Regions from separate parts of the Rattus norvegicus genome. Here region 2 is linked to region 1. A link is a contact called in public Hi-C data. All regions are on one chromosome and are shown on one strand. The core of a region is the stretch at or near the end of the contact, and the rest is flanking DNA. Distances in the headings are between cores, read along the strand shown. Region 1 overlaps Cd47 (Cd47 molecule). Region 2 holds the start of Cd47 (Cd47 molecule).

Region 1 (3,802 bases), core at 408-2,907:
CCTTTCATACTAATTAACTTGGAGCCTCCAAAGGTATCTTCTTACGCTTATAAAAACCTTTCTATCTCCTAACACGCCGAGCCATTTTCTTTCTTAGTTTGTAACTAAAACTGCATAAATCCGCCTGGCTTCTCCCTCTTTAACTGGATATATTTTTGTATATATTTTGTATATATATTGTATATTTTTTTTTCAATTTTGGAGACATCAAGAGATTTCTACCCTCAGCTGGAGGGATGCACTAAATTCATTTTCCAAATATCTGAAACGCTTTGCGGAGGCTTAAAAAGTAAGATTAACTTACCGACAAACTTCATATAAACTAGTCCAAGTAATTCTGCTAGAGCTATGATTCCCAAACCTGAAATCAAAAGGGGGCCGTGCACTGGTTCACAAGCTGCAGAAACAAATGAAATATTGTTAGAAATGCATATAAAATGCATGTAAAGAAATCTCGATTCAGAGCAATCAACAATAACTAATAAGATCAAGTATTTTTTTTTCTTTAGGTGTGGTAGATTCCCGACTCCAGACTTACATACTTGGCCAACAGTACTGCCACTGAGCTACACCCCAGCAACGCCAGCAGCAAGGACACTGTGTTTTAGTCTCGTGGCCAGTAAAACCTTTATCTACATGCACAACGGTATACAAATGCCTTTATTACTAGCTCACCAAAGTAGATTAATTATTAATAGGGAAAAGGCATTTTTAACATAATGTATTCTTACTGTACCAAGATTAGTGAAAAATCAAGTCAAGGTAAAGAGAAGGAAAAGTCAAAGGCGCCATTCAAGTAAGAGCCTGGTTATTTGACAAGTTTTCCCACAGATACAGGCGCATAGCTGGCTGAGAGCAGTCATCTCATAAGCTATATATAGGCAGGATTCTTGTAGAGTTGGGAAAAATACTATTTGTACTGGTGTGTGTGTGTGTGTGTGTGTGTGTGTGTGTGTGTGTGTGTCCCTGTGTGTATGGGGTGGGAGGTGTTGAAAAAGAAACACTGAAAATTCCAAATGCTGAAAAACATGTGGAGAAGCAAAATATCCCTCCCTGATGGTGTCACCAAACTGAGTTTGCCAGTTTACTACAAAAATTAACTGTACCTTACCATACAATGCAAAAATTACAGCCCTTGGTACTTCGCCAACTAGAGCTGAAAATTTATGTCCACAAAAACACATGCTCATTGATGTTTACAGTAGCTTTATTCATCTGTCATAAAAAGAGGAAAGCGACCAGGATGGCCCCTCAGTAGGTGAATGCAAAATACTAAACACATTATGGCAACAATATTTTCCAGCACTAATGAGCTATTAAGCTATAAAAAGACATGGAGGAAACTTGAGATTTATATTTGAAAATGAAGGCATGGAAAGGCACACACATAACCTCCGTATTGTGTGTAGACAAGATCTGTACCTTCCTTACAAGTAAAAATCTGGCTCTAAGGCGTTTTGAAAAACACAAAACTACGTGGAAAGTTAAAAAGATCAGTGGTGTCGGGAATCAGAGGTCAGGGGGAGGGACACGTGGACAAGAATAACATGGGGGGCAGGTTATTCCAGGTGAGATCACAACGGGCAGCATACATGTCCCTGCACATCTGTCACAGCCACAGACTGTACTGTACAACACTAGTTACCAAGCACCGCATAAGCTACTAATGTGAGGTGGGAATGATTGTCTCTATGTTGGTTCAGCCACTGCACCAGTGGGAAATGCTTAGGGAAGCTGTGTGTCTATGGGGAATAGAAAAAGGGGGGTGTACATGGTAACTCTGTACTTTCCACTGGGTTTTTCTATGAACCCACAAGTATTCTAACAGAAAATTCCACTGAGTTAAAAGAAGAAGAAGAAAGGAAGAGGAGGAGGAGGAAGAAGAGGAAGAGGTGGAGGAGAGGAGGAGGAGGAAGAGGAGGAGGAGGAGGAGGAGGAGGAGGAGAGAAAGTAAGAGCTCTAACTTAACTGAAACTCAGCTTCAGTTCAGAAACACAGAAGAGTGTGACTCACCCATGATGCAGAGACACATCCCGACCACAGCAAGGACATAGCCCAGCACTTGAGTGATCAATATGGCAATGGTGAAAGAGGTCATTCCAAAAGCTGGGGGAGGAAAAGGGCACAGCAGAAATGTGTTGAGATTCTGATGTTGCAATCAGTCCTGTGGCCGTTCGACTCACTCAGAGCTGGGCTGCAGTCCCTCGCCAGATGACGTGTTTCCCAGCTAACCTTCGCATGGGGATGTCAGCCCCAGACTCACACAATCTGCAAGCTTTTACTGTCTGGCATCTATCTGGGAGGAACTGGCGGTTTTTACTAAAATCCTGAAGCAATGTTGTTACATTTATAAGTTGCGCGGTATGAATGGCTTGTTATGCGTGGCTTCTACACATGCACACAACTGTTCCTGGGGGAGAGTACAAAACCTAGCACGCAGACATAACCTCTATACTCTATGGGGGGACAAGATCTGTGCCTTTCTAATGAACCTTTAAATGCAGCCTAGGGATTCGGTGCTCAATGAGACTCTTTAACAGTAACAAAAATATGACCTTGACTTATTTTTAAATGCACAAAAATAATATCGACTACAGTTAGAACAGCTACACAATTCAGTGTTACCAATGTTTCTGAAATCTGTGACTTATAATCCCACCTCACAGAACCAGTCTTTCTACTGCAAAGGTTTGCTAAAAGAGGGGGAAAAAAAAAGAGTGCTTCTAATAGTGACTTCCAGCTACAAAAATCCCCCAAAATTAGAACCTGCAATAGCTGTTAAAAATTATACACCATACTTCAAAATTATACTGAGGTCATCAAATATGTAAGAAAACTGCTTTCTACAAAATGATTTTTGAGAAGACCTAGCAACCTTAATTCATGGGAAATGTCACTAAGAGTACAAGGGACAATGGAATAACACAGCCTTTACCGAACTGTTAAACCATGAGAGAATGTTTTTACCAAGTATTTTTTTTTTAAGGAAAAAGGCAAAAATCAGATGGTAAGAGCAAAGACTCACCTGTCATAAACACATTGTACTGAAGCAGTATTAATATTCCTGTGGAGATTACAATGAGGCCAAGACCAGAAGCGTTCTTCACGGGCTTCTCTCCTGTTAGTCAATACATGTATTTAAGCTGTTTAATCTTACATACTTCTTCGTGAAGTTATATGCTTATTCTAGTAAATGTTTTAATCTCAGTGCTACCTTATTAAGCCGTTCACGGCTTAAAATGTCCTCCTCGAGTCCATACAAAGTAATTACTTCTTATTCTGTCATTTAAGGCCAAACTAAAGGATTCGTGTCTTAACATGCTGAGTCTTTGTTTTTCACTCTTTAACTGCCTTACGTAATTCCAGATGATAAACTTGACCTCACCTTCCACCATCCATTCATTCTCAGTATTCAGCCTGCCCCCTCCCCCCACAAGCCAAACCAGCTGCTCTTTCACATGGTCTCCTAATTTCTTCACTTCCCAGGGCCCTCACCATACACATGCTGCCAAATCTGTTCCAAAGCCCCTCCTCCTGTGCCGCAGTGTCCCCAAGAGCTGGTGGTGGCGCGATAGGGTCTGCCATGGAGAGCCCCAGGCTTGGCTTTCCCTCCCGACTTCTCCCTGCTTCTATTTCCCACTCACACTTCCCCCTCTCAGCTGCAATGACTACTTCAGACAGGCACAGCTCCTGTTCATGCCCACATCCACATCTTAACCAGGGAGCTTTGCATCCACAGTGGATGAACAGAGGCTCTGGGTATATCCCACCTTCCTGTAGGAATAGGTAATCCGACCTCACG
Region 2 (3,802 bases), core at 902-3,401, 45 kb after region 1:
GTTAGAACCCCACCCCATTCCCCTTTACCACAAAGGTCACTGAAACTGTAAAGATTACAAGGACATTGCCTCTGGTCATTCATTTCATTATAAATGAAACTGAAACTGAAATCCAACTTCAGCACAAATGCACCTTCAAAATCTGTGACTTCGGCTCATTCTAGGTTCTAAATCCAGTCTCCGGGCTCTCTTGACACTGCCTGTGTTCTGAGACTGTTAGCATGTTTTCATATGTGTTCTTTCGAACCTACATAGGATATACACTCGAAAGTCCATTTTATCTTTGACAAACATCATCACTTCCTGATTTACAAACACCTAACCACCCAAAACCATAATGCCTGTATTTTGGGTTTGTTTTTCATTCCTAGTTAATAGCAAACACACACACACAAAAAAAAAAATAGTGCAAGTTATGAATTCTGCAACTCCTTATAGAACCAAATGGGCTAACATTATACAAAATGAGCATTAATGAATGTGATCATAATTATTGCTAACAAAGGCCTAACACAATTCCTATCACCAAAACTACCATTCTTATATTTCTGCTTTTTAATCTACTTGAGAATCAGGCTTTAAAAAAAAAAAAAAAAACCTAATATATGGCTTATACTTTTTTATTCTCCAGACAAACAAGCTTTACTGTCCACGGTCGGAATTAGTGGCATTTTATTACAGATTTGTATCTGGCTCAATATGAAAGCTCTCTGATTATACAACAGGTATTTGAAAACGGTGTTATAATGCCGACGATGGCAACAAGCATAGTAAAGGCGACTGACATCGGAAAACATCTAATACCAACAATTTAGATAACATAGGTCTTTATTATTATCAGCTTCGGCACCCAGGATGCTTGGGAGGGGGAAGTGGTGGGCAGAGGATTAAGGACATCTTGGAAACACATCCCAAACACTGGTCTTTACAAGTGGCACACTGAGGTTAACCATCAGTTTAACGTTCAGTTAATTCAGCATCCTAAGACAAATTTAACATTTTGCTGTTATCCTGCTTCAAGTCTGTTCCGATTCTTACCAAAAGTTCGCAGAGGAATGTGCGGATGTGAAGCTTGACGGGCAGTATATGGTCATAAAAATTCCTATTCTTTCCTCGGCTTTTACAAAGGAGGCACGCGTTTATAAACAGCAAAATACTTTACAAAAGAGGGGGGTGCATCCGTGGCAATTACTGTCTTTAGACGACTGGTAATAGCTGGGCAAAATCCAAAAATACGTTTCCTCCAAAGGAGAAAAAAAAAAAACAACTTTAATCTACAATAAGGAATATATTAAAGTGCTGGCGAGCGGAGGGGGGGTAGCGGGGGTGTCACGAGAAAGTGTTTCCAGGAAGCTTGTTTTTAGGATTCAAAACAACAACCACCAAAATACGCGGCCAGGGAAAAAAAAGAAAAAAAAAACAAGCTTTGATAAAAGCTGGGTGGGAAATAAAACTTGGGTCCATCGTGTTCTCTCTGCTCCAGTGCTTACGCGGTAGAGCAAAAGCCTTTCTGGTCGACTTCACCAAAATGCGCACTTCATCACAAGAGGCCCGGTCCTCCCACTCTAGTCCTTCAACCCCAAATGCTGCGCGAAAGCCCCCAGAAAGGAGAGGGGTGCGAGAAGAGGGGAGTGGGGTCCCCGGCAGCTGCCCCCTCGCTTTCTTTGCAGTTCGGTTTTGCACAGTTGCGGTTGTTCCCAGTCTTCCTTACGTGTGCGCACTGAAGAGTGAGGAGCTTCAGTCCGCTCTCCCCGAGGGGGAAAGGGACTAGGGAAGGAGAGCAGAGGGAGGAGGCAGGAGCACAGATGCCCCGCCGGGCCCTCCCACAGTGGCGCTCCGAGTGCACAGGGCCCGCGCATCCCGCCACCCTCTCCTCTTCTCTCTGCTCTCCTCCGGGCGCCGCCTGGCCGGCGGGGGTGCAGCCCACACTCCTGCGGGGGCGCCTGGGTGCTGCGCACCAGCCTGAGAGCCGGGATCCCCAAGCCACTCACCGCAGCAGCAGGAGCCCAGCAACAGCGCCGCCGCCAAGGGCCACATCTCCGCGCCGCCGGGGGGTCGCCGCCGCAGGTGTCTGGAGCAGCCGCCGCCTCCGCTGCCTTCAAGAGAACGACCAGCAGCGCCGCAGCCGTGATAGGCAGGAACGGCCGCCCAGGCTGCCCGGGGTACGCGCGTGCGCGTGCTCGCCGCCCCGCGCCCGCGCCCGCTCCCACGCCCCGCTAGCCGCGCACGCGCACTCCGCCCCGCCTGGCCGCCTCTGCTCGTTGACGTGAAGCCAGCCTCACACCCAGCTCTGGGCAGGCTCTGGCGGGGAGCGCCAAGCACTAGCCTGTTCCCGGGCTGTGCGAGCTGCACTCTCTGCTCACGGCCGGTCTCTCCAGCTCTCTTCCGGCTTCGTGTCCTGGGCCGGCCTGAAAGACGGAGCGTGGAGCACACACGCTCACTGGAACTCACAGCACGCGCCCCATGCGCAGCCAGGCGGCTCTCCACTCTCCCTGGCCAAGCTCGCCCTGACCTCGGAGCCGCCCAACCCCAGCCCAAGTCCCCCTCCCTCCTCTCCCGGTGTGGGCTCTGCTGGTTTTCACGACCTTCCCTCCCAAGGCTTGCGGCCCTGGAGCCTCGGGGCAGGGCGGAGAGAGGGCGCTGTGACCAGGTGCTGGCCCCCAAGGAGCTCCTTCCCTCTGGCTCCCCCTGGCCCTGAGATCTCCCTGGTCTGACTTGTTCCAGAAGTGGACCTCCTCATCTGTTCTTCTTACTTTGTTGGCTGATATTTTCATCCCCCAAGCAGGGCTGGGTAATCAAGTTCCGTGCATAATAAGCAGTTTAAAACGAGAAGAGGAAAACCACGATGGGGAAAGGGAGACAGACAAGGACTGTGGCAGACCCATTGTGAGTAGACAGATCCATGACACTACCAGCAATGTTGGGAAACTGGCTTATGTCTGCATCCTTGTGTAGACCTCTGCCATGTTTTGGGGGTCAGTTCTTGAATAGTGGGTTTAAAAATGTAGCTCTAAGCCACACCCTTCATCCCGAGGCAAAAGTTCTTTGAGTAAAAGGACTTGATCTCAGTGGTAAGGGATGCACACCTCTGTCCATCCCTTGGGTCGCATTCTCTGACCTGAACTGAAAGGCAGTTAAAATAGCTGTCACACTACTGCACTTCTTAAAATCTTCTACCCCCAGCCATCTCCTTCTAAATATCCAGTGTAACAGTAACACAATTCAGGATAAAAATTGCCACTGTCTATGGTGCTGTGACAGAGTGTCCTTATTTCATGATTATTTTTCTAAGGAGACAACCACTTCCTCCCAGACAGGGTACCAACAACAAACTAAATTTGAGTTCCCCCAAAGTCAGTCTTAGTACCACTTAGGGCTGTGAGAGGTGCAGGAGGAAGCAGCTGGAATCTCAAGTAAGAGGTCAATGACCCTCCTCCTGACACTCTACTTCCCTGAGGGAACATCCACAGTCAGCAGACCCTATCTTGAGAGTCACAAGTAGTCACTTTTCTGAGGAACATGATTGCTGTTATGCTCAGAGAATAGCACTCAACAAACATTCCTTAGTATATAACTCTCTCTCTCTCTCTCTCTCTCTCTCTCTCTCTCTCTCTCTCTGTGTGTGTGTGTGTGTGTGTGTGTGTGTGTGTCTGTGTGTCTGTGTCTGTGTCTGTGTGTGTATGTGTGTGTAAGAGAGAGAGAGAGACTTTTCTCCACAACATTATCAATTCCTTAAAACCATAAATGTGCTGGTGTGACTTAAGGGTTAGAGTTGTGATGGTAAAAGTTTTCAGTGGCAGCC

What was found. A called contact is a pair of places that touch in the nucleus more often than the background predicts.
Region 2: a contact with region 1 is called in a Hi-C map of liver, with 2.4 times the contacts expected there. The contact joins the promoter of Cd47 here to the enhancer-like site in region 1. A contact is called at or near these places in 2 of 12 Hi-C or Micro-C datasets (liver and psoas muscle).

Annotation. Positions count from the first base shown.
Region 1 is chr11:64,391,229-64,395,030 of GRCr8, forward strand. Cd47 (Cd47 molecule) reads right to left here. Exons shown (of 9, transcript NM_019195.2): 5 at 3,026-3,118; 6 at 2,014-2,106; 7 at 305-397. Among named protein-coding and RNA genes, the nearest start is that of Cd47, 45 kb to the right of the region's middle. Within about 2 kb of position 1,658, at least 17 of the 93 cell types and tissues checked have an H3K27ac peak or open chromatin away from gene starts, as enhancers often do. A contact at or near this core is called in liver, where this site is marked.
Region 2 is chr11:64,436,037-64,439,838 of GRCr8, forward strand. It overlaps Cd47 (Cd47 molecule), which reads right to left and starts at 2,152. Exons shown (of 9, transcript NM_019195.2): 1 at 1,992-2,152. The coding sequence starts at 2,037.